Regions from separate parts of the Triticum aestivum genome. Here region 1 is linked to region 2. The links are chromatin contacts, called in public Hi-C maps. All regions are on one chromosome and are shown on one strand. The core of a region is the stretch at or near the end of the contact, and the rest is flanking DNA. Distances in the headings are between cores, read along the strand shown.

The links. Hi-C and Micro-C count contacts between places; a contact is called where the count stands out from the background.
Region 1: a Hi-C map of leaf shows a contact between it and region 2, with 4 times the contacts expected there. The contact joins the enhancer-like site here to the promoter of LOC123043211 in region 2. A contact is called at or near these places in 1 of 5 Hi-C or Micro-C datasets (leaf) and 1 of 1 datasets of contacts at active chromatin or transcription factors (leaf).

The regions. Positions count from the first base shown.
Region 1 is chr2B:25,065,832-25,070,696 of IWGSC CS RefSeq v2.1, reverse strand. No RefSeq gene overlaps it. Among protein-coding and RNA genes, the nearest start is that of LOC123040083, 69 kb to the left of the region's middle. Within about 2 kb of position 1,401, at least 3 of the 8 cell types and tissues checked have an H3K27ac peak or open chromatin away from gene starts, as enhancers often do. A contact at or near this core is called in leaf, where this site is marked.
Region 2 is chr2B:24,840,024-24,844,740 of IWGSC CS RefSeq v2.1, reverse strand. It overlaps LOC123043211 (putative disease resistance protein RGA3), which reads left to right and starts at 2,402. Exons shown (of 1, transcript XM_044465587.1): 1 at 2,402-4,717. The coding sequence starts at 2,519.

The sequences.
Region 1 (4,865 bases), core at 152-2,651, 230 kb before region 2:
ACCTGGGAGGACTCGAACCCACGCAGTAGCGGTTTCAGCGTGCCACGTGATAACCACCCCGGCACTCAACGTTTTGTGATCAAGTATATTTTCTTACCTCTTTTGTTCCTTCTTTTCCTTTTCATTTTTCTTTCTTCCTTTCTTTTTCCCTTTTATTTTTTTACTTTTTCTAATTCGTAATGTTCACCGGATTTCATGAAGTTTTTTTCAACTTCGATGAATTTTTCCAAAATTTGATGAACTATTTTTCAAGTTCGATGAACTTTTTTCAAATGTAGTGAACTTTTCTTCAAATTGGATGAACTTTTTTCTAATTCATTGAACTTTTTTGCAAACGCGATGAATTTTTTTTCAAATTTGATGAACTCATTTTTAAGTCAATGAATTTTTTTCAAATTCGATGAACTTTTTTTCAAATTCGATGAACTTTTGTCAAAAAATCAATGAACTATTTTCCAGATTCGGTGAACTTTTTTGAATTATGATGAACTTTTCTCAAATTTGATGAACTTTTATTATATTTCGATGAACTTTTTTCAATCATCAATTCCCAGGGATTCCGGCTCTTTAAGTAATTCATTTTTTCCATCTGCCAAATATGAAGGTCGCAATAATTTTTTTGCGAAGTAAGTTCTGAATATGGAAACTTAGTTCCTGTCAAACAAAAATGGTTCATCATTTTAGTTCAACAGGAACATCATGTCAACTCGCTTGCTCAAGCATCAATCCCAATGCTATGTAATATAAGACATAGCAACTATGTGTTCGAAGATTAAGTTTTCTTTTTTACTTATCCATGAAAGCTGATAATTTCTGGAGAATGTACTACTCATTTTGAATTTTTCTTTACTTTGAATTAAACGCATATTATTTTCTAAAATATTATTCAAACATTAAAGCAATAATTCATACAGAAAAAAATGAGAGAGAAAACACAATTTTGTTATTGTTCTTCAACAAACAAATAAGAAACAGTCGAAAAACACCCGTCTTCCTGTTTTTTACCACGAGCGAAATCCATATAACAATCAGAGTGATTCAGCGACAAACAGCCAGAACAACTGGCAACAGGCTTCCAACGATGTGACAACCTAGCGAACCAGTTAGAACGAAACAGCAAAAGAGTTTAGAAGGAACGAGTGGGCTTCCAACAATACCAGTCCAAGAAGAAACGACATAGGCGCCGAAACTCCTTACGGGCGCTGAAGGCGCCGACGAGGAGGACTCCGTACAACCTCTGCTCTATTGTCACATCGCGTCGCGTAGATGTGGGCTATCCCACTAAACCCATATACCCACTTAAGATTGTGCGGGCTTTGACGGGTATCCCACCTAACATATGCGGCAATTGTGGGGCGTGCGCTGGCATCCCGCTTAGCGTCCCACTTACAGCCTGAGGTGGAGTCCGTGCCTCAGCGACAGAGAGGGCATAGGGCTGCGCGCGGCTGGGCTGCGGAAGGCCATGCGTCAGCTAGGCCGGCTTGCCTGGCTGGCCGGCCCAGTCATTTTTTTTCTATTTTTCTGTTTCTTTCTGTTATTTCTATTTGAATTCAAAATTGATTTTTCTGCCAGCAGTAAATATTTTCTAAATTCAAATTGGGATTCTCTTGTTTGTCTCAACTTTTTGTTTGGGTCCTTTCGGCATACATTTTTTGCACCTTGTTTTCCAGCTTGTTTTAAATATTCTTTTTGATTATTTTATTTTCCAAAATAGTTTGCTTATGTTTTTCTTCAACTTGTTATTCTCCTGACCAATTTTCATTTCATTTTGAATTTTGTTTCACTTATTTATTTTTGGTAATATTTTATGTGTAACCCCTTTAGGGTTTTATTTTAACTTTCTGTTTTTGTTGTTTTTAGGTTTCAACAAAGTGCCCACTAGGTTTTGACTGGTTGCATTTGGTGTTCACCCTTTCCAAGCAACCAACATAGTCACTCAATCAATCTTTCAAGCAACTCTCGTTATCTACCAATCAATGTCAACCAATTCTTGAAGAATTTTAATTCCCTGTGAAAGTTTGTGAACCTTCCAGATTTGTGAAAAATCTGGGATGTGACAGTGTTGGACGTGGACACCACTAGTGCTCTTTACCACAGGCATCATACTACTAGCGTCTCGACTCCGCGTGGGTAAAGATGTTTCTCAAACCCGCTACTAGACTTTTTCCTACAGGTGTGGTGTGTATGTGCAAGCGCATCAACGGGGATTGTACATCGATATAGGAAATCGGTTGGGGCTAGACTAATGTGCACATCGAGAGGCCTCCTCAAGCAACTGGCTAGTGGCTAGTGCTGAGTCAACTCTAGTATCACGTGCGGGGCTCCTTGCAATAACCGGCTGGTCTCAACTCGCAGAGGCTAACCGGCTGGGTCTCTCTACGTATTGCGCAAGAGGGGGAAGCAGCACACTCGCGCATACGAGAATGGGGGCTTCCGACTACAATGCATACGACATAGCCCCTGAACAAAGGCCCGAGTGATACAATAACAATGTCGGGCTAGGAGAGTGCCGATACAAAGCAAAGGGTAACGACGAAAATGGGAGAAAAGTGCTCTGAGAGAGGGTATTTAGACCTCTCCCAATGCAAAGGTGCTTACATGAGGTGCTAAGTGAATTAAATACTTTAGCAACTGTGACGCCCTCGATTCAATCGTACACTAATCATACACGCAAATGTGTATGATCAAGATCAAGGACTCACAGAAAGATATCACAACACAACTTTAGACACAAATTAAAATAATACAAGCTTTATATTACAAGCCAGGGGCCTCGAGGGCTCGAATACATTAGCTTGAATACAAACGAGTCAGCGGAAGCAACAATATCTGAGTACAGACATAAGTTAGACAAGTGCCTTAAGAAGGCTAGCACAAAAGCATCTACGATCGAAAAGACATGGCCTCCTGCCTGGGAGCCTCCTAACTACTCCTGGTCGTCGGCGTCCGTCACGTGGTAGTAGGCACCCTCGGGGTAGTAGCAGTCGTCAAAGGTGGCATCTGGCTCCTGGACTCCACCATCTGGTTGTGTCGTCCAAGAAGAATGGAAAAGGGGGAAAAGAGGGAGCAAAGCAACCGTGAGTACTCATCCAAAGTACTCGCAAGCAAGGATCTACACTACATATGCAACATTATCAAAGGAAGGCTATATAGGTGGACTGGGCTGCATAAATGCCAGAATAGAGAGAAGGCCTAGTCCTATCGAAGACTAGCATCTTCTGGAAACCACCATCTTCCAGCAAACAGGAGGGAGTAGAGTAGCATAAAGTTAAGTAGTAGTAGTGTTATCAACCTCGGCCAGAGATCCTTTCTCGACTCCCTGCAAGAAAGCAATCCCAGAGCCATACTATCCATTTATCATCACAATCCAATTCTCATCATCATCCAATTGTCATCACAAGTATCCAGTTCTAGTTGTATCGATCGGGATACAACTCCGAGTGTCCGTTACCGTAGGACAGGCTATCGATAGATGTTTTATTCCCTACAGGGGTGCACCAACTTACCCACCACGCTTGATTAACTCCGGCCGGACACACTTTCCTGGGTCATGCCCGGCCTCAGCCAAACAATACGCCGCAACCCGACCTAGGCTTAATAGAGAGGCCAGCACGCCGGACTAAACCTATGCCCCCAGGGGTCATGGGCCATCTCCCCGGGAACTCCTGCACGTTGCGTGGGCGGCCGGTGAGCAGACCTAGCTACCTCCTTCAACAAGGCAGGCGCTTACGCAGTCCAACCCGGCGCGCGCCGCTCAGTCGCTGACGTCTATTAAGCTTCGGCTGATGTATACGACGCAGAACGCCCATACTATGCCCACGTGATGGTTAGTGCTATCAGACCAGAGGCCCCTCGGATCAAATATCCAAATCGTAGTGGATTAGGAACGCGCGGTAACAAGCAGAGACTCACGAAAGATGTGACCCCGTCGCCCCGTCTCGAGGACTTGCGGCAAGGGCTAGGAATGCCCGGCCACGCCTCGTAATTATCTCGCGGGCACCTTCCAGGTCAACCCGTCTCCACATCACTCGCAAATATGCTCGCGCGGGTACCCCTCAGGGTCGGCCCGTCTTTAGTAACATGGTTCAGTGTAAAGTCATAGTAACCATAGTAACTGTGTGTCCAAACATCAAGGGGAAAACCCGAGGAATCACCCCCGGTGAATTCCACTCGATGTAATCAACAAGGTGAACGTAAGAGGAATCACCCCCGAGGTTCACACTTGAGGGGTTGCACGACAAGGTCATATCGGAAGTGGTTAAGGCGGAATCACCCTCGATGACCACGACCGAATAGCTACACTACAGGGTTAACATCAGAAGTGCTGTAGAGGTCTCACCCTCGGCACTCGATAGTAACCCAGCAGAGTCGAGCAACTAAGGGGAAAGTGATGTGCGGTGTCGGGGCCTGGTCTTCGATCCCGTTGATCGTGTCTTCAATGATGAAGCAGGGGCAACAAGGACAAGATGGGGGTCACTGATGGATCTATAACCAACCTATACTAAGCAGTTTTAGGATAAGCAGGTAATGTACAACATCAGATACAAAAGCAGGCTATGCATCAGAATAGGACCAAATAATAGCAGTAGCAAAATCTAATGCAAGCATGAGAGATGGAATGGGCGATATCGGGACGATCAAAAGGGGGGGCTTGCCTGGTTGCTCTGGTAAGGAGGGGTCGTCGTCGACGTAGTCGATCACAGGGGCAGCATCGGTCTCGGGGCCTACCGGAGAGAAGAGGGGGAAGAAACAGTAAATATAAGCAAACAGATGCAACGCTAAGCATGACAAGATGATAAGCAAAACTAGGATCGACCTAACGTAGTATTACAGTTGCAGACGGAGGGGATAAACATCAGAGGATG
Region 2 (4,717 bases), core at 1,153-3,652:
TCTACTTGATGAATGTTTTGGTGATCAACTTGTGGGTTCAGTGACCTTGTGAACTTATGCATAGGGGTTGGCACACGTTTTCGTCTTGACTCTCCGGTAGAAACTTTGGGGCACTCTTTGAAGTACTTTGTGTTGGTTGAATAGATGAATCTGAGATTGTGTGATGCATATCGTATAATCATGCCCATGGATACTTGAGGTGACAATGGAGTATCTAGGTGACATTAGGGTTTTGATTGACTTGTGTCTTAAGGTGTTATTCTAGTATGAACTCTATGATAGATTGAACGGAAAGAATAGCTTCATGTTATTTTACTACAGACTCTTGAATAGATAGATCAAAAAGGATAACTTTGAGGTGGTTTCGTACCCTACCATAATCTCTTTGTTTGCTCTCCGCTACTAGTGACTTTGGAGTGACTCTTTGTTGCATGTTGAGGGATAGTTATATGATCCAGTTATGTTATTATTGTTGATAGAACTTGCACTAGTGAAAGTATGAACCTTAGGCCTTGTTTCCTACCATTGCAATACCCTTTACACTCACTTTTATTACTTGTTACCTTGCTGTTTTTATAATTTCAGATTAGAAATACCTTTATCTACTATCCATATTGCACTTGTATCACCATCTCTTCGCCGAACTAGTGCACCTATACAATTTGCCATTGTATTGGGTGTGTTGGGGACACAAGAGACTCTTTGTTATTTGGTTGCGGGGTTGTTTGAGAGAGACCATCTTCATCCTACGCCTCCCACGGATTGATAAACCTTAGGTCATCCACTTGAGGGAAATTTGCTACTGTCCTACAAACCTCTACACTTGGAGGGCCCAACAATGTCTACAATAAGAAGGTTGTGTCGTAGACATCACTACGCCTTCTCCACCAGCGGGGCGGAGCTCGTGGACGGGGCGAGGGCGATAGACTCCGGGCGAGCAACTCCGAGGCCGGGCAGGGCGGAGCATGGCCGACGAGTTCGCGGCCAGGCGGAGCGTGGCCATGGACGAGCTCGCGGTCGGGCGAAGCGTGGCTGGGGCCGAGCTCGTGGACGGGCGGAGCACCTACCTCCCCGCTCGCCGCCTACTCGTCGCCGTGCCGTCGTGCAGACAAAGCCGAAGAGCACCACGCGGTGGTGCAGCCGCGGAGATGGGAAGGTTCGAGCACACCATGCGGTGGGGCACGCGCAAGGACGGCGTGGGTCGCGGCCGGGCGTAGCCACGCAAGGCAGGGGCGCGGCTAAGCGCGGGTGGGGTGGCCGGTAGGCAGCGGCGGGTAGGTCACGGCCAGGGGCAGCGGCGCACGTGGGCTGTCTCACCGGGGCGGACGGGAATAACGGCGGACGTTGCTTTGAGGGAGATGGTGAAGCAGAGGAATGCTGTCGGGGAACGATGATGACAGCGAGCTGCGGGGCGGTCCGGCCCATCCTGGTGCTCGGAAGGACGAGGACGAGGGCGGCGGTCCACATGCACGCCATGGTGCAGCTCGGGGAGGAGGGTGGCCGCGGATATTTCGGAGCCACGGCGACCGCGACACTCGGAGGGCGAGCGCGCGTGTGCTCCTCTGCCCACGCAGAGCAGGCCTCGAGCGACGGGCGAAGCCGGACATGGAGCAGCCGGCGCGCAGGAGGTCCGGAGACGAGCGGAGCAGCCGCCGCCGGTGGAGCTTGGTGCTGCCGTCTGCCTATCTGACGAAGCGCGGCGGCCGAAGACGGAGTGCAGGGGCACGGAGACAGTGGCGGGGCAGCACGCTGGGGCGGACGGGGAGGGGGGAAGGGGATGAGCGCCAGCAGGAGGAGGAGCGGGCCTCGAGCTCGCGGCGCCGCGGTCGGTCGGCGGTGGCGAGCATGAGCGCTAGCACACACGCTTGGGCGGTGGGGGGGCGGGGAGGGGCAACGAGTGGATATTATCCAATCCCCGGGTTAAATTTTACGCCGACAGCCCCCCAAGCGGCGAAAAAATGCCTCCTGTTGGGCTCAACGGCTGGAGATGCTCCTAGGACTTAAGATGGCAGTGATATTCCTAGCCCATCGGGGTTCAACTCCTGGTGCTCGTATTTTCTGGGTTTATTCCAGTATTTCCGGCGATGTGCGTTCAATGAGAGGAGATGTTCTCATCGACTATGAGACGCCTATTACAACTGCGTAAATCTTAAAATGATATGCTAGCTCAGTCTCTCGGGGATGATTACGGGGTATGATGTGCGTGTGTGGGGTGAGTGTATGCGCACGTACCGTGTTAAAAATTTGTTGAAGAACTTTTTAGGTTTGCTAATAATGTTTTTCAAAGTGGGTGCCGGTGTGCGTGCGACGTGGGGAAGAATTGATGGGTGAACACACGAGTGAGCTTTGTGCGGCAGGTCAACATCGGCCCTGGCTTTATCATTCATCATTCACAAAGTATGGTGATGGTGGCATTTGTGGCGTTCACACCGCGCCATACGCGCGTTCACACTGCCGCTGCATCCATTCCCTCCTCCCTCCTCCCAGCCCAGCACCGCGCCATTGACGACTTCAGTCGATGGATCCGCCGATGCCGATGTCCCTGGTGTTCCCGTCGCTCGATCCGCCGAAGCCGGCCGCCCTCCTCTCCATGGATCTGCTGCTGGAGGAGGCTTTCCGGGCCATGGCGCGCGCGGCGGAGCAGTTCCGCTCCCTGGGCGAGAAGCAGGCCAAGCGCCTCATGGTCGCCGGCTCCGGGGGCGGCAAGCTGCGGGAGGTGGCGACCCAGCTGGAGCAGGTCCGCGACCTGCTCGGGGCCGTCGACGACGGGGGGAGCTCCCCGGCGGCGGCGGCGGAGTCCTTCTACGGCATCGACGACCTGCTTGACGAGATGGAGTACCACATGCTCGCCTTCCACCTCGAAGCCTCTGCAAATACAAATCCAAAGGTCAGCAATCCCCTCGCTTCTGCCCTCAGGCTGGGCAGGCGATTCCTTAGCAGCAGCAGCAGCAGCAGCGATGGGGCGTCCCGCTCCCGGTGGTTCCTCAAGGACCTGGATTCCGTCGCAGCCACTCTGACCTCTCTGCTCAACCAAGTCCAAGGCTCCAGTCTGCCGCTTGCCATCTCCGATGCGCCGCCCCAGGACCACAAGCTGTTTGGCCGCACCAGGGAGCTCAATGACATTGTGCAGATGCTGACAGAGCCGCTCTCATCCCACCATCCTACCCTCAAGGTCATCTCCATTGTTGGCTTCGGCGGTCTGGGCAAGACCACGCTCGCCCAGTCGGTCTACGACCACATCGGAGTACAGCGCCACTTTGATCTCACAGCATGGGCACATGTCTCCGCCAAGCCTGACAGACTGGAACTAGCAGCTCAGATACTGCGTTCCGCCAGCCCAGCCTACCGTGGATCCATCGACAAAGATGCCACCTTCGGAGCTCTTCAGTCGCAACTCACTCAACTTCTGGCATCCAAGAGATTTCTGCTTGTTCTCGATGATGTGTGGGATGTGCCCCAAGATACATGGCAGGAACTCCTCATTCCTCTTAAATCTGCCCAAAGTGGGAGCAGAATTATTGTGACCACCAGAACACCAAAGGTTGCTGACATGCTCGGTGCATCTCACACCTACCACCTGAATCCACTGGGCATCGAAGATTGTTGGTCCTTGTTCCACCGATATGCTTTTGGGGGCTGGAGCACACATGATTCCAGTGATGAACTGGAGCAGATTGGGAGGACGATTGTTGCTAAAGTCGACGGATTGCCTTTGGCTGTCAAGGTGCTGGCAGGACTGCTTGGAGCTACAAAGAGCACAAAGTACTGGCGTATTATCTCGGAAAAACAATTTTCCGGAGATGCCACTCTCTCCTCGCTGCGCTTGAGCTACAGTTACCTGCCAGGACGACTCAAGCAATGCTTTGCATTCTGCAGCATATTTCCCAGGAACTGGAAGTTTGACCAAAGAACCATGATCCGCCTTTGGATGGCCAATGGTTTTATACAGTCCCAAACCGACACTGGTAAAAGGATGGAGGATCTGGGCACAGATTACTTCAATGCTCTCCTATCTCGGTCATTCTTCCAAACTCTTAGGCAGGGTCCTCGCACACACTGTATCATGCACGACCTGATCCATGATCTTGCAGTGTCAGTTTCAACCAATGATTGCTTTCAATTTGAGCCTGGCGTGACCCGTTTTATCCCCTCAACAGTGCGCCATATCTCGGTCACTACGGATGGCACAGAAGACATCAATGCTGCCATCAACATGCTACCGAAGAAGCTGCGCACCTTGTTAGTTCTGAGAACTCGTTCTTTCTCCTCATATTGTCTTCAAGGAGACTTTTTAGCGAAGCTCAAGACTCTGAGGGTGCTTGATATTAGCCACTCTGACTATACTGAATTGCCAAGATCCATTTCCTGCTTAATCCATCTCCGTTACCTGTCCCTATGTCGCACCATTCGGAGTCTTCCAGAGTCGACAAGCAAGCTGCTCCATCTACAAACGTTGCACTTTACAGACAGGTGTTCCCTTGATAAGCTTCCAGCAGGAATAAATAGGCTTGTAAAGTTGCGGCACCTTGGAATCGACATGAAGTACATTGCACAGCTACCAGGCATTGGTCGGCTTATTAATCTGCAGGGATCTGTTGAGTTCTGTGTTAAAAAGGGGGGAGGGCATGCCTTGCAGGAGCTGAAGGGCATGAACGGTCTCCATGGCCAACTAAAAATTAAAGGCCTTGACAATGTTTTGAGCAAGGATGAAGCCACC